3 separate regions of the Mus musculus genome follow, and all the other regions are linked to region 1. The links are chromatin contacts, called in public HiChIP or PLAC-seq maps. All regions are on one chromosome and are shown on one strand. The core of a region is the stretch at or near the end of the contact, and the rest is flanking DNA. Distances in the headings are between cores, read along the strand shown. Region 1 has its middle 33 kb from the start of Gm35307. Region 2 has its middle 50 kb from the start of Gm46480. Region 3 has its middle 47 kb from the start of Dleu7.

Region 1 (4,019 bases), core at 617-3,116:
TTATGCAACTTTCTTCATGCAACTTTCTTGTTCCCTCAGGACCAAATATATACATATACATATACATATACATATACATATACATATACATATACATATACATATACATATACATATACATATACATCTTACATTTGATAATTGATTGCTGCTGTGCACGTCCAACTTCATAGATCAGTAGGTCAGATAACACCAGGTTCATGATGGGCAGCTTGGGTTGCATGGTAACTTGGTGGCACATTGTAAAATGTTCATTTCCCACTAAGGCCCAATAGCAGGCCAAACTATTCTCAAAGACAGAATAGTTATCTACAGATGATGGTAGTGCCTTTTCCCCCCAAATCCCAAAGGCTTCCTCTGTCATTCAACTCTAGGGGCTTGCCAAAGGCTTCAGACTGCATCTCTAACTGCCAGTGACACCTTAAGTACCACCAGGTCTTCAGAATCATATGGCCCAAGTGGTAGAGCAGCCTGCAGAGTGGTCAGGACCTGTTGAAGAGCCTTCTCTTGTTCCAGGCCCCACTCAAAGCTAGAAGCTTTCTGAACCACTTGGTACATGGGCTTGAGTAACACACCCAAGTGAGGAATATGCTGTCTCCAGAATCCAAAAAGGCCCACTAAGCAGTCTGCTTCTTTCTTGGTGGTGGGAGGGGCCAGGTGTAATCATTTATTCTTCATGTTTAAAGGAATATATCTTCATGCCCCACACTATTGGACTCCTAAAAATGTCACTGAGGCCCTAGAATTTTGGTTGGATTTACTTTTCATCCTCTGATGTACTATACATTACCAACGAAGTTGTTGCTGCCTCCTGCTCATTTGGTCCAGTCAGCCTAATGTTATCAGTATAGTGGACCAGTGTGACATTTTTTTGGAAGAGACAATCAAGATCCCTTCAAACTAAGTTATGGCATAGGGCTGGAGAGCTCATGTATCTTTGAGGTAAAACTGTACTTTGTCAGCTGAAAGCAAATTGCTTCTGGATGATCCCTATGGACAGGTACCCAGAAAAAGGCATTTGATAGATCAGTAGCTGCATACCATGTACCAGATGTGTTCATTTCCTCATGTGAGGACATCATATTTGGTATGGCAACTGCAATAGTAGTCACTACTTAATTAAATTGTCAATAGTCAACTGTCATTTTCCTTGATCCATCTGTCTTCTGCACTGGCCAGATAGGAGAACTAATAAGAGATGTGGTGGGAACCAGTACCTCTGCATCTTTCAGGTCCTTGATGGTGGTGCTACTTTCTGGGACTCCTCCAGGGATTCCAAATTGTTTTTGGTTCACTATTTTCCCTGGCAGAGGCAACTCCAAAGCCATCCATTTAGCCTTTCCAACCATAATAGCCCTCACTTCACAGGTCAGGGGATCAATATGAAAATTCTGCCCACTTCTAAGTATATCTACCCAAATTGTACGTTCTGGTATTGGGAAGATAACCACAGAAAGAGTTCAAGGACCTACTGTAAATCAGATTCCAGCCCAAACTCCATCAGTCACCTGACCTTTATAAGCTTACCCCTGACTGTGACCTGCTGCCTCACTACAGGGCCAGCAGCAGCAGGAACCAGAAGTGTGGTCTCCATATCCATAAGTCAAAATGCCCGTTCTCTCTTTGGTAAGCTGATTAAGGTAGGCATTTCTGTTACAGCAGCCCTAAGCTGATTAATCTCTCGTTCCCAATCCGTCATAGATTCACCAGGTCGCCTTATTGCCCCACTTCTGCTTAAAAGGAGCAGTGCCACAGTTCAGGAAGCACGTGTGAAAAGCTGACCGGGGACAACCTTTACAACTGTCACCCCCTGGCATATCTCTCACACATGGGCAGTTTCTACGGCAGCTGCTGTCTTGTGGCTGACTCTATGCATGGCCCTTCCTGGGGGAGAATATTTAGCCTTTGTCTCATCCTTCCTTCTCTGACTGGCCCTCTTAGTTGTTAGGGGAACAATGTTTTTAAACTCACTCAGCAGAAGGAAACAAGGGAAGCCTTTCTCTGCTTCCTGCAAAAGGTCATATGGACAAAGAGCATGGGTAGAGTGGTTCCCACCGGACATGCAAACACATGCAGAAATGAACACAGCACACTGGACATCAGGGTTAACCCTTGCTTACCCGGAGAAATGGGACTGCTTTTCTGTTGTCAGATTTCGCTGTTTTAATTTTGAACTGAATTTATATGACATAAAAAAAAAAAAATCAGGAGCAAATCTCTGAAACATTTGCTTGCTCTTCCGGTGCTCAAAGCACAGGGAAGATCTAGGGACTCGGAAGCACGGCAGTGGGCACTCATTAGCAAGTTGGGGTTTTCTCCCAACTCTCAGGATAGTAATCAGAGTGGAGCCACTGGGGATATTGAAGGCTGACCATCCTGTAAGGACTTTACCCTTCAACACTAGTTGAGAGGGAACTAAACTGAACTAAAAAGAAGTGTGCTTGCTGAAACTGGCCTGGCTTTTCCCACATGGTTAATGATTTCAATAAGGATAATTAATGTTTAATTCCTTTTCTTGGCTCTTTCCGTCACTCCTTGCTGGGGTAAGAAAGTGTTGGGTGTCTCCCGTTTTCCCAGGCAGCTCAAATCATCACTGGTAGGATACTCTGCTCCTTAGTGTTGTTTATCGGCTGGCACTTCTGTCCTCTGAGAGTCCTGTGTCTTTTGGGCTGTAATATGGTTGCTTGAGGGTGAGAGTTAGTTCATTTTCAAATTTCTGAAAAAAATATTTTAATAGATCTATCTCTTCATGGAGGTATTTTATAATATAAGAAATATAAAATAATGGAACCTATGTAGTAGAATGTGATCTTCAATGCCACCATCTCCAGTAGCAAACACCAAAGATACTTCAGCTATTTACCACAGGATAGATTTCTAAATGTGCAAAAATCACACTTGCTTATCAAGACATATAAATAGGACAGAACTTTAAAACACATGTGAGCCATAAGGAATTCTTCAGTAAGAAGAGGCAATGAATAGATTTAAGTAGATATTTTGGCAGCCTTGTGAGGCACCCAAGCAGAAAGTGGGTTTGCTTTTCCACTAAAGACTATAAGAAAATCTACGTTGTTTGACCTGTATGTGAGACACATGAACAGAAATAATAATTAGAAAATATGTTTAAGGTTCCTGCCTGCCTTTCTACCACAGTAGAATGAGATTAAATGTGCACAGCGCATAGCTTTCTAGAAGACTGATAGCTCCATTTGAATGTGTGTCTCCCAGTCTCCAAGCCCCCTTGTATCCCTTTCCCTTTCTCTCTTTCCTTCCCTCCCTCAGGTCTGCACGCCCCTCCCCCCTCCTTTTAAAGAAGAGAGCGAGCACTGTTCTCAGAACTCTCTCAGGCTTTCTTAATTGAAAGCAACCATCCGAAGTCGCTCCTTTATGTTAAGTGAAACACTTCTGCATGGATCTCCAGGGATGAAGTGATTAGCTCAGCAAGAAACAGGGACGCTGGCTATTCCTGCGGGCCGTGGAAAGAATTAAGTACAACTTTGCAAAGATAGCACTGAAAGAATAGGATTTTTCTTTCAAAACATGTCTCTCTCTGAAACATCAGTGCAGACGTATGTCAAGATAGAAATGGGATCGTGTTTCTAGCCATTGAAGACTCGAATTTCGTCAAGCAAGACTGTTTGTTCCCATGCCCAAACTGTCCTACACTGCCCCGTTGTCTGGACAAGAATGGAATACAACCAACTTTGGACAGCAGAGCTTGAGCTGGTGCCAACCTTGCTAATGAACACGTGGTTTCAATAACAATGGAACTACTTGCTGGCTGGGTGGCGAGGTGCCAGGCACTTAGTGTCAAGGAGCAACATGCTTAAGAAGTACCATCTCCTGATATGATTGCATTTCCCAGACCGTCCCATGCACACCTTGAGATTCCCCAAAACAGGGAGGTCAAGGTTGCAGCTAGGAAGAGAAGGCCTGCAGAGGTCTTGCACAATCTGGAGGAGATATGGGTGTGGTGTGGCGTTGGGGTATTTCCATGTTCCAAGTTCCTGGTGTGC
Region 2 (3,451 bases), core at 918-3,417, 240 kb before region 1:
ATGTAGTATATCTATACAATGGAATACTATTCAGCTATTAAAGACAAAGACATCATGAATTCTGCAGGCAAATAGATGGAACTTGAGAATATCATCCCAAGTGAGATAACCCAGACCCAGAAAGACACATACAGTGTGTGCTCACTTATAAGTGGACATTAGCCATAAATTACAGGATAACCATGCTACAATCCACAGACCCACAGAAACTTGGCAATAAAGAGGTCCCAAGGGAAGATGTGTGAATGTCGCTCAGAAGAGAAATTAGATAGCTATCAAAGGTGGATGGAGAGAAGGGAAGAGGTGGGAATAGCGGTGAGGAGGGGAATGGGGATGGTGATTAGGTGAAGGAGAGAGGGCTGGGAGTGAGAGTGGTAATGGTGGGGGTGGGGCGGGGATCTCTGGTGACTAGCAGGAGGCCTGGGACTGGAGAGGATTCAGGAGTTTATGGGAGTGACTCTAGCTTAGATTCCTACTAGAGGGTGATATAGAGACTGAAATGGCCACCTCCTGTAGCCAGGCAGGACTTCCACCCACAAAACCTTTAACCAAAGTTTTGTCCTGCCTACAAGATGTACAGGAATAAAGATGGGAGCAGAGATTGAGGGAACAGCCAATCAATGACAGACCCAACCTGCAGAGACCCACCTCATGTGAGAGAGCCAACCCCTGGCACTATTAACTCTGCTATGCTTGCAAGATAGGAACTGAGCACAACTGTCTCCTGAGAGTCTCCATCCAGCAGCAGATGGAGGCAGAGATGCAGAGACTCACAGCCTAACATCAGGTGGAGCCTGGGAAGTCCCCTGGAATCGTGGGGGATGGAAATGAGCAAGGAGGAGGACCAAGGACACCACAAGAAGAGCCACAGAGTCAACTAACCTGAGACCATAGGGGTGCACAGAGCTTGGGCCACCAACCAGGCAGCATGCAGGAACTGGATCTAGACCCCAGACCCATCTATAGCAAATGTATAGCTTGGTTTTCCTGTGGCTCCCTTAACAAGTGAAGCAGGGGCTGTCTTAGTCTCTGTTCCCTGCCAATGGATCCTCTTCCCCTACCTGAACTGGCTGGTTGGGCCTTAGTAGGAGAGGATATGCCTAGTCCTGCTGGGACTAGATACCCCAGGGTAGGGTGATACCCAAGACAGGGTGGGGGTGGGGGGTGGGGGGGTGGGGGGTGTCTCCCCTTCTCTGCAGAGAAAGGGAAGGGGCAATGGGGGGAATGAGAAGGGGAAGTGGGACTGTAAAATAAATAAATAAAAAAAAAGAATGAAATGCACACATACACAGTGGATTGACAGACTTATGATAAATGCACACAGCTGTAAACCCTGATCAGGGTTGGCTCAGAATGTTGCCACCATTTCAGGATGCTCTCTTTGCACTCCTTCCTGTCATCTCCACCCTGCCTCAGAGGCAACTGTCCTGACTTCTTGCCTAACATGGTGTATTTACATATATAACCATGCAACTGCTTTGGGGAGTGAAAAAAAAAAAGACCTTTTATTTCATTGTTAACACTGAATCTGAATTCCTGGCTGGTTAAAACGTGGCCTCCAGGTCCTTGGGGCTCAGAATTATAGATTTCCATCCAGGGCAGATCAGGGCTCAGTGTCCAGTTGACAACAGAAGCCTTAAATGCTTTCTTAGGCAGCTCATCCTTATGACAAGACAGGAGTGAAAATGGGAAGAGGGTTTGGGAAGAGAAACTGGCTGAAGGATTTTAGTCACTGAATGCACACAGACCTGCCAGGCGGCTTGTCCAGTGGGGGCGGGGCAGAGGATTTTTTTCCCCCCCAAGCCCAGGCTGGGAAGGAAGGTCCACTCTTGCGCTTCCTTCTCCATAGGTTCCTCTTTCTCTAACTCATTCTGGTTTCCATCCTCTTCCTCGCCTGCTGGGGGTGAGGCTGTGATGGGAACACTGGGCTCTGGAGGTGTTCCTTCCCACAGTGTTCTCTCTCTCTCTCTCTCTCTCTCTCTCTCTCTCTCTCTCTCTCTCTCTCTCTCTCTCTCTCTCTCTCTCTCTCTCTCTCTCTCTCTCTCTCTCTCTCTCTCTCTCTCTCTCTCTCTCTCTCGGCAGGGCTGGGGAGGGAGGGAGAGCAGCCAGCCCGCCTTGGTCGTGAGTCAGCAGCTCTCCCCTCCTACCCAGGGAGAGGCTGTGCCAAGTCGCCCGCCCTCCCAGACTGGAGCACAGAAGTCCCTAGGGACCGTGTCTGGTGGGACATGGAGAAAGTGAGAGCCTGCCGCGGGCATGCCACGTGTTCCTGAGCGTGTGCACTCCGCTGAGCAGTTCTTACATAGCCTTCCTGGGCCTTTAGAAAGCATTTGAAAGTGGTTATGTATGGGAAGGCATGGCACAAATGCAAACAAGTTAAATTGCGTCTAGAATGTATAATGCAGTTTTCAAAACGTTATAAAACCTCTCGAAGAGGGGTTTCCTCTTTTAAGTTTTTGTTTAATTCTTGTGAACAGCCTTAAATACAGTTCAGCTTTGCAGTGTGCAGGCGTAGGGAGCATAACTAATTCTGTCCCCAGGAGATTACTTTGTCTTTGGAAGCGCCATCGTTTGTACTATTTTTAGCCAAGGAACCATATGCATTTTCGAGTAAAAAGCTGTCCTATTACTGTTTGGTAGTTTGTTTTTTATAAAACCACATACTGTTAGATAATGAAGAGAAACATTTCTAAGCTCAGGTTGCATATATTGTGAATCACGTGCCTTTCCCTTCATTTTGAATAAATACATAATAAAAATCCCTGTGATTTATTTATTTTCACATAGCTTACTTGCCTCCCAAGATTCACAAGATCTATTTCAGTAGTTGCTAAAAAGTAAATTCCCGAAATCCCATATTGTGTAGAACTATCTCAGGAACTCTGTCTGAGTTTAACAAAAGCGCTGTCATAGCAACATCTGGTTATATGTAATAGAGAGTATGTTGCATGTGCATATCTAAAGAAATGTAATATGGCATTTCCACCTCCAGTTCTGGATACAGTGATACAAGTTTTAACTACTCAAAACCTTTAGTGAGGACAGTTTACTGATTAAAAATGTTCAGTAGCAGGTGTTGCATCTCACATGTTCCTCTTGTCTAAAAGATGGCTTCATTGGGGCTGGCTTACAGGTTCAGAGGTTCAGTCCATTATCACCAAGGTGGGAACATGGCAGCGACCAGACAGGCATGGTGCAGGAAGAACTGAGAGTTCTACATCTTCATCTGAAAGCCGCTGGAAGACTGGCTTCCTGGCAGCTATGACAAGGGTCTTAAAGCCCACACCCACAGTGACACACCTACTCCAACAAGGCCACACCTTCAGACAGTGCCACTCCCTGGGCCAAAAATATGCAAACTATCACAGTGTATTTGTGTGTGTGTAGATTCAGTGCTTGGCTTGCCCTGGATGTAAGTGAAACCGCCTGCCCTGAAACCTTCAGATAGGTTATC
Region 3 (3,895 bases), core at 279-2,778, 240 kb after region 1:
ACTTGCTATCTTCTGTTCTCCTTTGCTTTTCCCTATAGTCCTGCTGTGATTTCTTGACTCTCTACAGGCCTAAATCCATGGTCATGGTGTCTTTTCACAGCAATAGAATATTGGCTAAGACATAGAACCTGGACAGGTGCCACGGTCCTCAACCCTGTCTGAGAATGTGGGCAGAAATATATTGTATGCAGTGATTCTAAAACTCCAAGCTGGCCTATGAAATATTCCCTCCCTCCCTTCCTCCCTCCTTCTCTCCTTCCCTCTCCCCCTCCTTATATGTGTATGTCTGAGTGTCAGTGTGTCTGTGTGGCTGCGGCTGTGTGTATGTCTGTGTGTGTCTCTATGTGTATGTGTGTTTAAGAGAGGTTGGGGATGGAGAGATCATTAAATAAATAAAATCAAGGCTGAGGAAGACCAGGGTGAAGACAAGGAAAGCTCTTCTAGTATTGACTAGAAGGAATCTCAGTATTATGTGGATGCTCTAAAGAGACTCCATTTATTACCTCCAATCTCTCCCAAAGCCAGAGCCTCACACTGTGTACACGTAGCATGCTCTTCTATTTCCTGAAATTAAAGTGACATTCCAGCACTTTCCAAGAGGCAAGAGGTGAAATTGTGATTGGGGAAGATGAAAGTGTCATCAAAGGGCGGATCCTGGGTTTCCGGTGTGGCAGTGAAGATGATAAAGGATGCTAGCTGAAGACTCTACTGAGGACCCCTACTTGCTCCCATTTTGGTTTTTTTTGGGGGGGGGAGGCTTACTGAGAGTGGAAGTGGGAGCAGGTTCTCCTGGGCACATTTCCCCTGGCATGTGGGGCAGTCACCCTAACATCAGGGTCATCTTTTCAACTCTCAGCCAAGTGCAGGTTTCAGAGCTGCCGGGAAGGCTGCAGTGACACGAACCTCGGTTTTCCTTTCTATATCTGTAAATAAACTGCTTCCGTTTCAGAGAACATATATCTGGAGCCTGCTTCCCAACACACAGAGCCCCATCACAGCACGACAGTGGCATCTGATAGCTTGTCTGTTGTTCACATGAAATGCTGCCTACGAAGTGTCTGGTGTCCTCCACCATAATGTGGAGTGTGTGGGGTGTGCATGAGCACCCAGGTTCTCAGGTTGGAACTGAGCAGATACACAAACAAGCATCTACTACTTACTCTTGAAAGTGCACAATTATAGTGCTTTTGGACCGGGCTGAATAACAAACAGACTAAACAAGACAGACTACACATATGAACTCCTGGACTATGAGCACCAAAATGAACCTCTGAATGATTTTATCCTAATTCCACACGGCAGCTAACCAACCCCAGAGAAGTAAACTGCCCACTGTGAGTGTTTTAAAATATAGTTAAAGGGCACATAAGGAAATGGAAACATCTCAGCACAGAATAGCAAGTATTTCCGCAAATCTTGGTGTCCCAAAGATGTCTACTTTATATCCCTGTTTATGTATCTGTCAGCATTAATATTGCTTTTGTTTCAAAACCAAAAGAGACAAGATCTGAAGGGGGAAGTTGGAGCTGCGTGGGAGAGAAGTTTGTTTTTCCCCTTCCAACCTTCTTAGAGTCTGTCTGCGACACAGTGTATGTAGACTTTGAGGTGTCATCTTACACCCACAGGGATCTCATGTGAAACTCAAGGATGTTCCCAGATTCCCAGGCCCCCTGATGTTTTTTCTTGTAATCTTTGAAGACTGGCCATGGAGTCTGACTATCATCCATGTTCAAGGACAGCCCTGAGAAACCTTTGTCCCCTCTCACACACTAACAAAAGAGGAAGCACGCTGGGGACATTCAAAACTACAGGGAGTGCAGACAGCCAAGCTCTGGCGGGGGAGGCTCAGGGAGGAGGTGGAGTCTCACTGGGTGTGAGAGGAAAAGGACTCTGTCCACTACTCAGCCCAACCTTTTCTACCCTCATCAACCAGCTTTACAGATGCCCCAGGAAAGCCAAAGATGCTCTACAGGTTTCCCACCTTCCTGAGGAAGGTAGAACAGCCATAGGACGCTGTTGTACTCATCTGAAAAACAGTGTCTCCCCATCAAGGTACGAGGGGGGAAAAAGAAAAAAGAATAGTTAGAAAGGTATTCATCGACGTGAGTAAATGTACTTGAGCTATGTCCCCAGGAAAGCAAAAAGGCAAGGAAGGGACAGGGCTACTATGATCCCACCTGAATGAGATGACTCAGGACAGTGGAAGATGGAGTTGGGGCCGGGTGAGGACACAGAGGAAGAAGGCAGTTTATCCTGGTGCTGGGACTTCAGTGCTCAAGTTTACATGGCATGGACTCCAATGACCCCCCACCCCCACCCCGATGCAGACACCTGACTGGAGAAGAGGTTCCAGTGAGAGGAAGAAGCAAGCTTGACCTTGAACTTGGGCTGCCACCATGTTTGCTCTCAGCCAATCATGTATCTTACAAGGAAAGGGAAGGGCTGCATGGACCCCACCCCTGTTCTCTCAGCCAGTCCACCTATGCTTCTCGGAAGACAGCGGTAGAGATAATACGGCAGAGACAAACCAAGATTTCACACGAAAAGAGCGTACACGCCACCGTAGGAGCATGACAAGGCCTGGCTTTGGTTAATATGAAACCGCCCTTCAGAGTGTTGAAACATTAAGACAGCCCATCTTGGAGTTCTAGCTGACAACGGTGTTACAAGTATGTTGTGTTCCTATTAGCTTATCAATAAGCAGTTAGTGCTCCTTAAGTATCTCTCTAGTTGTCTGGAGTCTTAACTCACACTGAGATTGCTTTTAAAGCTCTCTGCAGAACTGAGGTTCAGTACAAAGACTGGAAATGGAAGGGTAGTATGATTACTGTCAGTCACAGCTACTTACTCATTTAACAAACACTGGAGCTAAAATATAGCTGTGGGTTGGCAAGATGGCTCAGCATATAACTACTTGCTACCAAGCCTGAGGACCTGAGTTCTATCCCCAGAAATCACATGGTGGAAGGAGAGAACTAATTCCTATGTGTTGTCCTCTGGCCTCCACACACATAAGCCATAACACACATACTTACATGTAAACATACTTAATAGATAAATGAATTAATTAGTAATAATAAAATATGGGCCAGAGCTAGTTCAGTGGCATGCGTAACCCAGCAGTTTAAAGCACCCCATGCTGAGTCTAACATAGCGAATGCATAGTATTACATAGCTAATGATGACACCATTGGCTGCTATTCACCAGCAGCCACACTCCCTTCTTCTCCATAGGCTAGTTACCAATTCCAGGTTATCTACTCCAGTGGGTGTGGCCTATGATGGCCCTTCCATTTGGCTTGGGACTTCGTTCTGAACAATGGAGTGTGACAGGAAGTGAGGAATGCTGGGACACTCCCAGGCCCATGCTAAACTCCAAAGAGGTCTTATACCCAGCTCTTCTGGTGACATTGAGTTAGATCCGGGGAAAGTCAGGAAGCCCCGGTGGCAGGAAAACAGGTTTGGGAGAGGGAAACAGATTTGCATTATCTGTGTATGAGCAATATACAGAACCCTTTAATGTCGCGCTTTTAACAAAAAGTAGTGAACACACCGCAACACAGCAAACAAAACGTGCTGCAGACAAGGCGCGGGAACGTAAATCGGTCAAAGGTTTAGAAATAGACTTGGTACGGGACAGACTTGAGGGTCTGAAAGCTCTGAGTACGGGCACACCGGATAAAGCTGGTTGTTCCAGGAATGAGTTGGGAGAGCAGAGCTAGATCTTAAATTCAACCAGTGGAAGTCGCTGACATGGGAAAAAGGGGCTCTGAGGGGCGTGGCCTCTGCCTGGAGGCTTCTGTTCAGGCTCCAGCCTGAGCCAGGGTGGGTAGCACAGCTGCTGGGAGGGGTCACATCACAGCCCAAGCAAGCCTACAACACTATCCTATCCTTT

The links. HiChIP or PLAC-seq counts read pairs in DNA pulled down with a chosen protein or histone mark.
Region 2: an H3K27ac HiChIP or PLAC-seq map of microglia shows a contact between it and region 1, with 5 times the contacts expected there. The contact joins two enhancer-like sites. A contact is called at or near these places in 5 of 115 datasets of contacts at active chromatin or transcription factors (embryonic basal ganglia, embryonic midbrain, kidney and 2 more).
Region 3: a contact with region 1 is called in an H3K27ac HiChIP or PLAC-seq map of microglia, with 5 times the contacts expected there. The contact joins two enhancer-like sites. A contact is called at or near these places in 2 of 484 Hi-C or Micro-C datasets (the P5424 cell line and erythroblasts), 1 of 115 datasets of contacts at active chromatin or transcription factors (microglia) and 1 of 9 other capture datasets (embryonic stem cells).

The regions. Positions count from the first base shown.
Region 1 is chr14:61,999,860-62,003,878 of GRCm38.p6, forward strand. No RefSeq gene overlaps it. Among named protein-coding and RNA genes, the nearest start is that of Gm35307, 33 kb to the right of the region's middle. Within about 2 kb of position 1,867, at least 45 of the 459 cell types and tissues checked have an H3K27ac peak or open chromatin away from gene starts, as enhancers often do. A contact at or near this core is called in microglia, where this site is marked.
Region 2 is chr14:61,755,459-61,758,909 of GRCm38.p6, forward strand. No RefSeq gene overlaps it. Among named protein-coding and RNA genes, the nearest start is that of Gm46480, 50 kb to the left of the region's middle. Within about 2 kb of position 2,168, at least 129 of the 459 cell types and tissues checked have an H3K27ac peak or open chromatin away from gene starts, as enhancers often do. A contact at or near this core is called in microglia, where this site is marked.
Region 3 is chr14:62,244,068-62,247,962 of GRCm38.p6, forward strand. No RefSeq gene overlaps it. Among named protein-coding and RNA genes, the nearest start is that of Dleu7, 47 kb to the right of the region's middle. Within about 2 kb of position 1,529, at least 35 of the 459 cell types and tissues checked have an H3K27ac peak or open chromatin away from gene starts, as enhancers often do. A contact at or near this core is called in microglia, where this site is marked.